2 separate regions of the Anas platyrhynchos genome follow, and region 2 is linked to region 1. The links are chromatin contacts, called in public Hi-C maps. All regions are on one chromosome and are shown on one strand. Each heading gives the region's core, a stretch centred on a gene start, on an enhancer-like site or on the middle of the called end of the contact. The rest is flanking DNA. Distances are from core to core; before and after follow the strand shown. Region 1 overlaps LOC119713986 (a long non-coding RNA gene). Region 2 holds the start of KCNC4 (potassium voltage-gated channel subfamily C member 4).

Region 1 (6,976 bases), core at 1,600-4,099:
TAGCGATAGAGACTTCTATCTGCCGAGGTTCTAACTGTTTCCTTGTGGTGCCTCAGGTTGCGAGCGAAACCCAAATTAAAATTCCACAGCTGATAAGTCACAGTTTAAGAGACACCTTGGAGGAGCACTGGGCCACATCGCTGAAGGGACAGGCTCTCCTGACCAGCATTTCATCTGATTTCTGTCCTCCAAGCCTGCTCCTTCCAAGCAGAGACATCTCCAGAGTTTTTCCACCTCTGCATCAGCCGGCAGCAGACTCAGACCCGTCTAACGTGCAGTTTGGCAGCACTGGTGCATTTGGAAGAGGGTTTTGGCAGTGGGGAAAGGCAACGCAGCACCCAAAATGAGCTCTGGAGAAAAGCACGCTTTGTCAGACCCAAGAAATGGTCCTGCATAAGCAGGAATCGCTCCCCAGGCCCAGGCTAGATAACAAGCACTCTGTCTGCATTTATTTACGTGTATGAATAATTAAGGAGCCAGATGGCCCTTGAGCCCCTGGCCTAGATAGAGACGTCTAATTACATTTGGTGTCAGTGGGAGTTGGGCATCGAGGTCCTGTCAAGCTGGGCTCATCCTGGACGATACTTGGGTGTTGCAGAACCGGAGAAACTTGCTGTTTTCTGCAGAAACCTCTCTCTAGAGCTTAAGCGTGCGACTCCTTCTTAAAGCCTGGATGGAGATGACAGCAGAGGAGCCAGTGAGCCTGATGGAGGAGAGGCAAAGAGGGCTCCCATCAGGATGCTGAGCCCCACAGCCTGATTGACGTGGGCTGAAGACGTGCAAGCATCTCAGCTGGGGAGGTGACTGCTTGTTGGCAGTTTTGCATTGAGGCAAGCTGCGTTTCTTCCTGGAGATGCACTTGCATCCCAGCTGGCCATTAGAGATGTCAAAATACATTAGCTTCACTTAGGTGAGGCTACAAGAGCCATCCCAGGAGCTCCTGCCAGCGCAAAAGCGAGCTGGCTTGCACCCTGACCCTCAGCACCACAAAAGGGAGGCAAAAGCTTCCCCCACACAGTCACTGCAGTTCTCACGATGGTCTCTGCCTTCGCCAGCAGCAAAAAAAAAAAAAAAAAGCTGGAGAATGTCCACCCTGCAGGATCATAGTGAGGTTTGGCAGCGAACTGTGAGGCAGCTCCCAGAACCTCAAGGAAAGCCAGGAGAGAGAGGGCTCCTTCCTCCAGCAGAAAAAGAGGTGCCTGGGGTTTGCTTGCAGCCTCCTGGGGAGCCAGCGTGGAGATGGGGGTGAGTTCAAGAGTCCTCGACCTGCCCCAGCTCTTGGCTCAGTTCTGTTGCGCCAAGTGGTGCCAGTCCCTGCGAACATCTCAGCCCTGAGGAATTGGCCTGGGCTTTATTCCTGGTTTGTGCTGGTGTGCTCGATGGGGAATGGTCCCTGTAGGGACTGGTCCCTCATTGCCTGATTTTCCTCCCAGCGCCAAAATCAATCAGGAGCACCCGATAGCTGCCCAGCTAAAGCCAAACTCTCTTCCCCGTGCTTCAGCCCAGCTCGGCACCACCTCGCGGCCTCTGAGGACAGCTTTTGCAGCAGCTCCCCGGGCAAGGTGTCCCCCTCCATGCCCCAGACCTAGCAGCATCTTCGAGCTCCCCTGGGCACCCCACTGCTCCCCAGTCCAGCCCCGCTGCCGGCAGAGGGCAGCGGCAGCCCAGGAATTGCCGGACGGATCCGTTCCCCGGCCCTTCTCCACCCTGTTTCGTTGCTTTTCCTCCGCTGCGCGGGTTTAATAAGTAATGAAGGAATTTATGGAGCCATTAGCACAGTAATTGTTCACTTTCCACCTAATAATCGGAGATTAATGGAAAGGGAAGAATAAACCCCAAAGTAGAGAGAGGATTCAGGCAGCATCAGGGAGCCAGGGCCACATCCTGCACCGAAGCCCAGTGCCCAGAGGACACCCGTCAGCGTCCAGCATTACAAAGTCTCGAGCAGCTGGGGCTCCTCTGTGCTCTTGGCGTCCTGCCCTTCCCTGTCCCCAGCTGCCCTCCTCAGGGACATGCTGGGGACAACCCCCCTCCTCTGGACACCAATGTCCACATGGAATGGAGGCGCCAGATGTTGGGGACCCATCCCAGAAGAACTCAATGTACCTGCACCCACGCCAAGAGATGAGACTCATCACTCTCCTGGCATCTTTAAGCACTGGGTCCTCCGCTCCAGCCATTGCCATGTCACTGCACGGCAGCATGCTGCCACGCCGCGACACAATGAGCCAGCACTGCAGCAGCTTTGCACAAGCTGTGTTCTGCTGGGCAGACAGCAAACAGGTGGCAGCTCCAGACAAGGAGGACTTCACATCACCCCGGGGCCCCAAGATGCCCCAAACACCAGAGATCTGGCTCAGTTTCAGCCAGGGCTGTCAGGCGCCTTTTGGGAATTTGGGCAGGGGAGGACTCCTCTTGGATAGGGACAGGGGAGGCCCCCACCCCTGCTGCGAGCTGTAATGTCACCACCAAGTGTGACGTGCTTGCAGGACGAGTGGCTTGCTGTGGAAGGAGAAGCAGTGCAAAGGGATGCTGTGGAAAGCCAGCCCTGCTCTGAACTGCTGGGACCTGTGGCCTTTCCCTGCTGTCCCAGTAGGGTGGAAAGCGCAGACACAGCCTGTGGCAGAGGGTAACTCTCAACCCTTTGCACAAGCAGCTGGGAAGGGATGAGCTGAGCAGCAGCTTGCAGAGCCCAGCACCTGCATGGGGGGACCACAGAGATGGCCCTGTGAGCCAGCCCGCATCCAGGCACCTCACACCTCTCCTCCACCCTCGTAAGCATCCTTACCTCATTCTCCATAGTGCCAAACACTGCCACGCACATACAAAAGTCACCCATCTCTACAGGCTCCGGGGTGCCCTGTGTCATATCTTCCCTGCTCCACGCTCCACAGGTGGGAGTGGAGAGCAGCGTGCCGAGCAGCATGTCCTCTCCTCTAGCACGGCCTATCCTTTCACAGCACCTCTGTCTACAGGCATACAGTTGAAAACACCAAATCTTCACAAAATGTTCCTCCCTCTGACACCTTCCCAAGCAAAAACGGTGTTGTGCTGAAAGGCATCACCCCTGCAGCAGGCGAGGAGGCCAGAAGGTGCCAGGGAGCCCTCCAGTACGAGGACACATGCTGACCACAAAACGCAGACTTTGTTTCCGTTTATCCTCCTTCCCCAGCCCATGCTACACATGGGCAACCTGATGCTGGTTTCTCTTCACTGTCACCCAGGGACTGGTTCCCACCTCCTCCTAAGCACTGCCTGTGCCTCGGTTTTCCCATGCTATGGGTTTTCAGAGAGGGCTTTTCCTGTGCTGGACAGGTGGGGAAAGAAGATTCTCCAACCAAGATAGTTCCCTCAAAATCACCAAAATGCCCCCAGCACCTCCCAGATCAGGCACTCCAGCACAGGTTTGTTGTGCCTCTGCACTGTTAGTGGGAAGAAAAGATGGCAATTAAAATAAATTAGAGGCTGGCAGCCCCATTTGTCATCAGGGAGCTGTTACAATCTGAATAGGGTGGGAACTCAGGCAGGAGACAATCAATAAAGCAGGGCTGTAAGGAGACACCCACCAACCTTCAGGCAGAGCCCCGAAATCAAAAGCCTGCCTGACTTTGCTATTGGAGCAGTGCTGGCCCTGAGGAAGGAAGGCGTGAGCTGAGTTCCCTCCAGCCCTTGGGTTTCCAAGTTGCAGCTGTGGGTAAGGCTTTGCTGCTCAAGGAGACCCTTTTGCACGGCGTAACGGGATCCTCTGCAACTTGGAGGAGCAGTGAATAATTCATGGGCTCTGGCAGATCACGCAGCCTTGGGGCAGACCTGGGATTTTACCCTTCCTTCAGCCCAAGATGCTCCTAGGAACAAGGGGACCTTCCTACTCCTGAAGCACTGGGGACTGAAAAACACTTTGGGATCTCAGAGCCAGTGGGGGAGCTGAAGCAAAGCGCATTGTGCTGCTCCCAGCTGTCCCAGTGTGTCACCTGCCACGCATCAGCCCTGCAGCAGCTTCATATCGTCCTCCTGGGGGAACCCTGCTGAGCGCTTGTCTCTCTCCTTGAAGGCATTTCAGGACCATTTCAATCCCGTGCATGTCCACCTCTCCTGGTCCACCAGCAGCTCCATTGGTTCCCCTCCAGAAGGGCCAGGCTCAGCCCTGTACCTCTGTGGCCATTCCCAGCTGCTGTGGCCCAAGGAGCAAAGATGGACAGCTCTCAGGCAGGCAGTTACTCCTGGGGGAGGAAAACTGCGATGAACTGGGTGGTTACACAGCAGGTGCCCTGGATTTGGCCTGCTGATGGACCCTGAAGGAAGATGACCTTGTTTTGGAAGCCCCAAGGGACCAGCACGTGGCTGCATGCTGCATCGAGGCAGTTGACAGGCACGGGGAGGTGGCTGGGAGCCACCTTGCCACCCCTGCCCCACATCTCCCCCTCTTCCACCCCAGCAGCCTCCATCCCTCCAACCTGCACTGGATCCCGTGGGTCTTCATCAAAAACCGTTCTGTACATTTGGTGCCTGGAGCTCCCTCAGCCATGGACTATGAATTCTTGCTAAATATATATTTAAGGGAGTCATGGGGATATTTTTAAATGACCCCTGAAGCTATTTCTGCTTAATCTCCCTCACTTTTCCTCTGTCTCTCTCCCTGATCTCCTCCGCAGAGGATGAGAGCTCATTTTCATCTCTCCTGTCTGGGCGACAAGGAGCCTGGCTGAGCGCAGACAAAAGCCAGTCCAAAAATGAGCAGACAGAGCTGAGAGAGAACAGCACCCGGGTCTGCTCCAGCCCAGAGCAACCAGGGCGAAAAACCCCTCTGCAGCCCTGCCCAGGTATGCAAGGGGCTTTCGGCCCCTCTCTGATCTGAGAGGAGAGGAAACCCAACCACTCAGCGTGAGACCCATGTGCAGTCCTGGTGCTGGGGCCAGCCTTCAGCCCACGCTCAAAAGCAAATACACCCCCGGCACGCTCCACTCACAGCCCTGCCCGCAGCCCCGCCACTTTCTCTCCACCCAGCCCAAGCCATTTCACTGCTCTGTGTCCCAGTTCCCCCACTGGACACCTGGGGGTAATCACCCGGCCCTGCGGCTGGGGGGCCCCGGTGCCTCCTGGCCCTGCAGCTGGAAGAGGTTATTTTCTGAGGCAGCCCTCAGGGGAAGGGCACTGGGTGTGCACTCACACACATGTGGATTTATTACACCTAAATGCTGCCAGGAGAGGCATACAAATGAGTGAAAAAGCCAAGGAACTATTTGTTTAACCCTTTCAGCCCCATGGCAGTCCCCTGCCCCATCCTCCTGCTGGTGCCCTTGAGAAGCTGCCCTTGTTCATCGCAGGCAAATGCTTGTTCATCTTCCCTGCAGGTGTGATTTGCCCTTCAGGCTCTGCCCATGGCCCATGCCATCAGTCCTGTTCACAGGCCATTAACTTCAGCATTGAGCTCTACCCCTCCCTCCCCTTTCCCCGACTGTTTCAGTTTGTGCATTTCTTAGATTTTTGCCTGACTCCTTTGGGTGGGTTTAGTGGAAGCAGCAGGATTGCCTGATGGCTTCCAGCAGAAAAGGGAGAAATGTTCCTCCTCTGTTCTCTCTCACTGACTCTCCATTGCTGTCTTCCCTCCCAGATTTCCTCACATGGAGCCCACCATTTGCTTTCTTACAGCAGTTCCCCTGCTGCTCAGGCACTTCCAGGTGCCTCCAGCCTGCGAGGCACAGACTGACCAGGCTCCCTATGGGAAATGCAGACAAGAGCAGGTAGTAAAGCAAGGAGGGAATCTAACTCCCCGAGCCTGAAGCAGGATTTAACCCACATCTGGACCATCCTGAGCGAGCAGCCTCATTCTGAAGCCTGCATTTCTCCAGTAAGATTTAACCATCAGGGTCCAGCCTGGACTTCTCACACAGACTCCCCCAAAGCATCCCACAAGGCACGTGGAGGAGCATGGACATGGGAACAGACGTCTCACAGCCCAAGGACACTCAGAGCTTAGGTTTTGATCCAAATCTCTCCAGAAAGCTTTATGAGACTCTAGTTGCTTTTCCCTGGTGCTTAATGACCTCGGGGGTAGAGGCTGCCAGTAATCAGGTTACCATCACTCTGCCGAGATGCAATAAGCGCTGCTGACACTCACAGTGCATTCATGGCAAGCTACATTGCGTGAGTTGGTGCAGCCTGTTTCTCCCTGGGTGCTTGCTACACATTGAGGAGTTTGGCACTGCAGTTGTTTCTCACACCTCAGTCAAAGGCAGACTTGAGCTGCTGCAAATATTTGTCTGCTTTCTGGAAAAAAAAATAATCAAAAATAATGGCTGAGAGATGGGACATAGGAGCTGTGAACAGGAGAAACTGCATGGCTTACTTCTTACCACAGGTCCTTTGGAAGCCCTCTTGTGCATTCAGTCTTGGAGATGCTTCACAAGCTGTTGCATCCACATTTCAGCACAGGACAGATCCAGGATCCTTCTCTCTTGGGAGCTCAGCAGCACCCACATACTACATACAACCCAGCACACCTGGTGAGAACAAGTACGAATGGGCTGAGATGCCCTGAAACACTTCTTGGAGGGGGGACCTCTGACCCCAGGAGACCACTGAGATGAGGAGAGGAGACCCTACAGCTTCACCACACGTTACACAAAGTGAGAAAAATCTTCTGCCGTGACCTGCACACAACCACTCTGCTTCCCCACTGCTGAGAGCTAGGCAGCCCCAGTGCTGCTGCTGAGGCTGGGACATCCCCAGGCCATGCCCACGGACCAGCCAGGATGGCTGCAGCTGCCTGCCAAGAGCTTCTGTGACAGAATTGCTTGCAGATGCTCTTGGTGCAGGTCCAGGACACCCTGAGCTTCTGCAAGCCAGACCTGGGCACGCAGCACAGAGCAGACCTGCACTGCCTTGTCCTGGCTCCAGCTGCGCTTCAACAGCGTTGCTGCAGGAGGCCGAGTGATGGAATGACAGAGGGAGAAAATGGTCTCCTTACTCAGTTTTA
Region 2 (6,976 bases), core at 2,364-4,863, 43 kb after region 1:
TGGGGACCATATGTTGCATGTGGGCTGCATCAACGTGGTGATGGTGGTGGACATGGGTGCAGGGACAAGGGTGTTGGCAGGGATGGAGAGGGCATCTTTTGGGCCTGAAGAGGGATACGAGCTCCTTGGGGACAAATGTGAGGATCCCATTTGCTTCAATGGGACCCAATTTTAGTATTTCCCTACCTGCTGACACACGTGCCAGGGCATAGGCCCTGTCCTGTGTGATTAAACACTGTTTTTGGTGTGCGCACACATACAAGGAAGAGGAAACTAGACAGTCCTGCCTGTCCTAGATCATCCTAAAACTCCACCAGGGCTCAGCCCTGCCAAAGGTTCTCACAGACAATCCCTCACCTCCATGACAGGCCAGGAGATGCCTGGCAGCACCCAAGGGTGTGAAAGTGGCCACCAGTCTCAGCCCATGTGCAGTGAGTTGGGAGGGGACAGGGATATGACAGAAGAGGCTTCCCATAAGATGGGAGACGGCCAACATGCCCCATGTCAGTAAGGGGACACCCAGTGGAGAGTCCATCTCACCCACGGAGATGGGGAGATGAAGGTATCACCAGCACGGCCCCATCCCCATCCGCCAGAACTTTTCGGGAGCTTACCCTTGCTGCCTTGGATGAATAGGGATCCTCAAAGAGTGCCCACATCCTGGGCTGCCAATTCCGACAGCAGCCACCCCCTCCGGCAGCCCCTGCCGCCCCTGGCAGCCTGTCCTCCATGCCCAGGCGTTGAAGGGCCATCTCCCTACCCCCTTCCTCTTCAGGCTCCTCTCCACCAGCCCCTCCACCGGGCTCAGGACTCTCGAAGATGTCCAGGGCCTCTTCAGCATCGCGGTGTTGGCGGTAGGTCATCCAGCAGCAGGGCTCCACGTCGGTCTCGTCAATGCCCCAGTAGGTCAGCTCCTCCTCGAAGAGAGGCCCGCAGATGTCAGCCGGGCAGTGCAGCTTGCCAGTGCGGTAGTAGTTGAGCACGTAGGAGAAGATCCCAGGGTGGCGGTCAAAGAAGAATTCATTGCTTTTACCATCAAAGTCAAAGTTGCTCTGGGCATCAGGGTCAGCGAGCCAGGCCAGACGGGTGCCCGGCAAAGTCCGCAGGGTGCTTTTGTAGGTCTCATGCCGGGTGCCCCCTACATTGATGGTGATCTTGTCCGAGTCTTCCCCTTTGCCCATCTCTTCCTTCAGGCATGTTTTGGAAGGTGGTTTGTTCCCCGACTTGCGTCCACGGTAGGAGGAGACACACACCGAGCTGATCATAGATTTCGGTGGATGGGAGGCGCACGCTTCGCGCACTCTTCCTCGGGGCGAGGAGCTGGGGGTCGGCGGAGGCGGGCGAGGGGAGCAGAGATGGGACTGGGGAGGGGAAAAGGGGGGGCTCAGCCTTCGCTCCGGCCTCCGCCAGCCCCGGTGCCGGGCGAGGGGGAGCGGGCTGGAGCCGAGCCGGATACCGCTGGCTGCCGGAGGCCGGCAGCGGAGGCTGCAACCTCCACCCCCTCCAAAACCACCCTCCCAGAATAAAACCGCCCTCCGCCCGCAGGCAGCCCAGCCCCGCCGGGCAGCAACAAGTGGAGGAGGGAGGGGCGCGGGGGGGGAGCTGCGGGCAGTGCCGGGGGGGCCAGGCCGGGAAGGAGGATACCGCCAAGGCCGGCGGAGGGGGGGCAGCCCCCGGTACCTGCAGCGCCAGCCGCGGGGGGGCCCCGCCGCCCGCCCCTCCCGCTCCGGCGGCTCCGCGCTCCCTCCGCCCCCCCCCGGGCTGAGGGGCAGGGGCCCCTCCCCGATTCCCGGTGGAGGCGGCGGGGGGAGAATGGATGCTCCCCCCCCACACACCTCCAAGCGGGGCCCTGCCCTTCAGAGGGGGCTGCGGCGGCGGGGAGGGGGGGGGGGGTGCTGCTCCCGCGTGGCCGGCCCGGGGGGGCCTGTTGCGCCCCGGAGGCTGCCGCCCGGCTCGGCTCAGCCGGGGAGGCGGCGAGGGCTGCTCCGGGGCTCGGCGGGGAAGCGCCGCCGCCCGGGGCTTTTATAGGGCTGGGAGCGAGCGGCGGGGTTACAGGAGCCGGCGCCGCCCCGCCGGGGGGCCGGGGACCCCCCCGCCCCAGCGCCCGGCCCCACGGCCCCCCGCTGCCGCCGGCACCCCCCGCTGCTGCCCTCTTTCCTTCCCTCCCTCCCCGCCACGCTCCTCCATCCCCGCATCCCTCCCTCCATCCTCCCAGCCATCCACCCCACCATCACACCCAGCCGTCCGTCGGTCCGTCCGTCCATCCCTCCGTCCCTTCCACTCCCCCCTCCACCCCCCGCGGCAGCCCCCCAAGCTCCGGCTCACCTCCCCGCGGGGCGCGGTGCGCAGCGAGGCTCGGGGGGCTCTGTGTCAGTGCGGAGGGAGCCCCGGACACCCCAGCTCCGCTTCGCGCCGGAGGGGAAATGCAGCCCAGAGCTGCCTGCGGATCTGGAGCCAGCTCTTGGCAGAGGCTCGAGCAGATCCCATCCCTCCCTGGCTCACAATCCCTCGCTCACCGAGAGGTCAGCAGAGACCGACCCTAGGTGCGGATCGGCGGTTGACGGGGAGCCCGGCAGCACCAGTCAGCCCCGGCCCTTCCCTCCCACGACCCCCTCCCCGAGCATCCCTCTGCCCTGCAGCGGCTCCCGCATGAAATTCGTCCCTTCCCCGGAGCTGTGCCCATGGGTGCTGGGACTGGGCTCAGCGCAGGACGCAGGGCATCACCCACCCCAGCCCCTGGCCCTTCCCCTCAGCCCCCTCGCTGGGGGCTCTTCCACCCCCGGGGGATGGTGAAGCTCAGCTCCTCCTGGGACTGGGGAGGACGTGCAGAGGGACAAGCCTGTCACCAAGGCAAAGACCCCAGGGACCCGGTCCTGTCAGCGCTGTTTACTCCAGCACCGGCACTGCTGGTGTTGGCAGGGAGGGGGGCGGAGGGGGTTGCAGGTGTGTGATTTGGGGTTATAAGTGGGATCAGAGCCCAACACAGGTTTGTTACTGAGGGGGGAGGCCGGGGAGCAGAGGGAGGGGGACACAACTTAGCAATGGGTCAGCACCTGGGTAAGGAAGTCCTCAGTGCAGAGTGAGGGGACAGTGAGTGGGGAATGCTGCCCCACTCCCGCACCAATCTGCACCTTCCTGGGCTCTGCAGAGGGTCCCCACGGGGTCCTGAGCCTCCCACCCCCACCCCTTGCGTGGGTTTGTCCCCTCTGTGACATGATCACCCCCCTGCCAGGGGTGCTGGGGCAGACACTCCACCCAAAAGGCATCAGAGACATCAGAGACATCAGAGCCGCGCTTAAAATCTTACCACCAAGAAAGCCCTGCTCCAACTGTAGCTGCAACTCGACAGCTTCCAGGGCCGAATCCTGAGCGGGTGGAGGCTGGCACGGCTCCACACCCAAACCACCGGGGGCTGCACCAGCAGGGGAGCACGGAGCCCAAGGGAAAGCCGTGCTGGAAAAATCGAGCCTTGCATCACTGGCCAGGCATCACAGCTCAGCTCCTCATCATCAGTAATGTGAGTTTGGCCAGGAGGAAGGAATGCTGCGACCTGATGCTAATATTTTATACAGCGACTTTCATCCCAACAGATCGCCGTGCACCCAAGCACAGCCGCTCCTGGGGCGGGAGGGGGTGGCCAGGCAGACAAATGGGTTGTATCTGGGGAAGGAAAGGATCTTTTAGCCAGCAACACCCGCCCAAAGCTGTCTGCTCTCTAAATATGCCTTCAGATTTTTAATGTCCATGGAAAAAAAAAAAAAAAAAAAAAAAAAGAGAGAGAGAAAAAATAGCAAGAGCTTGATGAATAAGGGTCTTTTTGGAGAGAGAGGGAGTCACTTCTGCAGGGACCTCCTTCATCCCCACTGCAAGGCTGACAGACAACCTCCGGGTAAGGGATGGATCAGTAGGATCTGGAAGATTTCATGGAAGATCAGCTGCAACCTGAAAAGCCAGAGCCCTTGGTCCCGAGGATGAGGTATGGGGTTCCCAGGTTCTCCCCACTGGTCTCTGCACTGTCATAGGGCCCACAGCCCAGTGAAAGGGGCACATCCCCAGCTTGGCACACAGAGAGTGGCATGACAGCCTGTGGAGTTCTTGGAGGGCTGCATGACCTGAAGGAGGGGACAGGGAGATGCTGGGAACATGTGGCATCTCTGCCCATGGAGGGACAGAGGAGGCAGGGGAACTGCATCTGAGTTTAGGGAGACAATCCAGCTTTGGGGTAGAGATGGACAAACCAACCACACCACGTACTTCAAGACTAGGATCTATTACTAGAAAAACATGTTGACAGCAGCCTACTTGCCCCAAGGTCTCTGCCCTCTTCCCTTCATGCTTTTGGTGGGGCAGGCCAGCTTCTGGGCAGGAGGCGGCGGCACCCACTGCACCCCAGGGTGGGAGCCCACACAGCCTTTCAAGATGCTCTCTCAGAAGCGGGTTTTCGCAGAGAACCTATTGCAGGCTGTGAGCCAGGCACGTCTCTGCCGTGCTCCTCTGTTGGGGTGAATTTTTCAGCTAAACTTGCTCCTCGCCGGCCGGGCACGGACAGCGGGGCTGCGCTCCCTTGGGAGAGCAGGTTGCACACCCCGAGTTTGCCTCCCCGTCCCCACGCCACCTCTGCCGCGGAGGGGACACGGCTCGTTTCCAGCCCCAGTCCCTCCCCCCGGTCCCCGCGCCGCTGTGACACAAGTGCCACCTGGCGGGGCTGCCGCGCAGGGAAAGCGGGCGGCGGAGGGCGGCTGGGGCCGGCGGCGAATCTGGCTCCATCCGTGGCGTCGCTGATGCAATTTTGCTCCGCCAAAGCAATTTCGGGGCTGGAGGAGGCTGGGGCTGGAGCGGGAGCAGCAGAGGTGCTCCAGTCGCCTTTGTCTGCCGTTTGGATGGCTGCGAGCAGCTCCTGGCTGCATGCCGTGCCTCGGTTTCCCTGTCTGCAAGAGCTGGGATCACAGCTGTGCATTTCTTCCAGCACCGCTCAGACCCACGGTGAGACTCTGCTCCTTCACACGGGCACCCCTGCACTGCGTCTGCACCCACCCCATGTCCACACTCCAGTCCAGGGATGTTTTGAAGTGAGACACCCAGAAATCACCCCCTGATCCAGTGGTACCATCCTCTGCCTCCTGCCAGGCTCTGTGCCTCACTGTCACAGGGAGTCTGTAATAGTGTTTTTTTAAATCACACACGTGGCTTAAATTTGCCTTGTTTCTCCAGGGCTTTTTTCCAGCCCCATGTGGGCCAGAATCACCCTTTGCCGTTTGTTTCAGGCAGGTTTTGTGTGGAGCCCCTGCACCAGAAGCTGGATGTTTCTGCCCCCATATCCCCCCGCAACCCACTTTCAGCCCTGGGACTCCTCAGAGTGAACACAGCTGAAGCCTGCCCTGCTCTTACCCTCCCGGCCTGGGGCTTTTCCATGGCAGCAGCTCACTCATCCCATGCAGTAACTGCAATCCCAAAGATGCATCATCTTTGCTGCTGTTTTTTTTTTTTTTTTTTTTTTTTTTCCCTGGGTTTGCTTTTGCAGATAGCTGCAATATTTCCCTGCCTGAGAGAGAAGGGGATAAATCAAAATGACTCCCTTTCTACACTGTGGGGTGGCCTGGGGACAAGGCCCTCGTGCCAGCCAGCCACTGCTCACCCACAGTCCAGCAGTGGGAATGTGTCACCTCCCTATGTCCCAGGTCTGAGCCTCTTCCAAGTTCGTAATCAGGCAGCACACACTGCAGAGTGAGCACAGGTTCAGGCTGAGGCCTGACAGCTCAGCACAGCAGTGAACAGCCACAAGTGGGTACCGCAGGGCCTCAGACATCACCCTGAGCTGGATTTGATGGGCTCTGCACCCCTACTCCTTCATCCCTCTCTGCTCTGCCTCACTGGGGATGTCTCTGAGACTGGGGAGGAGCTGGGAGCATTTCCACCCCTGATCCCACAGATGGGACTGTGCTGGGGCCAGAGCTGTCCTCTGTGTCCCATTGTACTGGCCATTGCCCTGCAGGATGTGCTGCCCCAGAGCCTGGTCCTGGAGGGACCTGTGTGCCTCCTCCTGCCTCCGCCGTGGGCAGTGCTGCTCCTCCAGCCCTCAGTGCAGGTCCTCGCCCCAGTGCTGCACCAACACCTCCAGACAATGCAGCGCTGGAGGTGCTCAGAAAACCTGACCTGCTCCTATGCAGCTGCCACCACAGAGGGGATGCTCACAGTTCACAGCAGCAAAGTACCCCAATGGCATCCCCACTGCTGGCACGTCTCAGCTGGTCCCAACTCGCCTCTATTCTTTTACCTCCCTCCTTGCTCCCTGGTATCAGACCTGGGGAAGCCAAAGAAGCTACAAAAGATGCAAGAGAAGGGAAGTGAAGGGAAGCTTTTCCCACCAAGCTTGTTACTAAGCTGATATCCAGCAGCTGAAGTTATTTGGGTTTGCTGGAAAGCTCCAGTCCTTCTCCAAGGTGGCTCTCCAGACTCCCGGCACCCGCAGTGCTCTGAATGAGACATCAGCGGTGTTAGCAGGGCATTGGAAGAGGAACATATGTCTTACCAGTGTATGTGCCCCGTAATGCTGGTGTGTACTGGTTGAGCTGGTCCAGTATGCAAGATCACCTCTGTGATGCTCCTGGAGAGCCTATGGGCAGCCATGCCCACAGCGGGCTCCTTGCAGGGGCTGATGGAGGCACAGGAAGGGGATCAAAGAGGAGAAGGGGAAACAGAAGGACGATATGGGTGACTGGACAGGACAGGGAAGGACAGAGACATCCATGTCCATGGGTGCTGGCAGCCTTGGAGCCCGTTGCTTTAGCTCTTTGCAACCTCAAACCTCAGAGAGACCCCAAAGCCCACCCCAAGAAAGGAAACAGGCAAAGAGACTTGGTAAGAAGAAACTTTTAATCAGACTCCATTACAGCTCTTACAGGGTTTCTCTCGACTGCCAATGAGTCCGGCCAGCACGGCACGTATGTTAAATACACTGGCTACGAGGATACATGGG

The links. Hi-C and Micro-C count contacts between places; a contact is called where the count stands out from the background.
Region 2: a contact with region 1 is called in a Hi-C map of subcutaneous adipose tissue, with 2.4 times the contacts expected there. The contact joins the promoter of KCNC4 here to the enhancer-like site in region 1. A contact is called at or near these places in 2 of 8 Hi-C or Micro-C datasets (liver and subcutaneous adipose tissue).

What each region holds. Positions count from the first base shown.
Region 1 is chr27:3,183,327-3,190,302 of IASCAAS_PekinDuck_T2T, forward strand. LOC119713986 (a long non-coding RNA gene) reads right to left here. Exons shown (of 3, transcript XR_005261135.2): 2 at 6,354-6,500; 3 at 6,131-6,267. Among named protein-coding and RNA genes, the nearest start is that of RBM15, 5.4 kb to the left of the region's middle. Within about 2 kb of position 2,850, at least 1 of the 8 cell types and tissues checked has an H3K27ac peak or open chromatin away from gene starts, as enhancers often do.
Region 2 is chr27:3,225,590-3,232,565 of IASCAAS_PekinDuck_T2T, forward strand. KCNC4 (potassium voltage-gated channel subfamily C member 4) reads right to left here and starts at 3,614. Exons shown (of 5, transcript XM_038168451.2): 1 at 3,308-3,614; 2 at 615-1,361. The coding sequence starts at 3,475. It overlaps SLC6A17 (solute carrier family 6 member 17), which reads right to left. Exons shown (of 12, transcript XM_038168436.2): 12 at 6,855-6,976.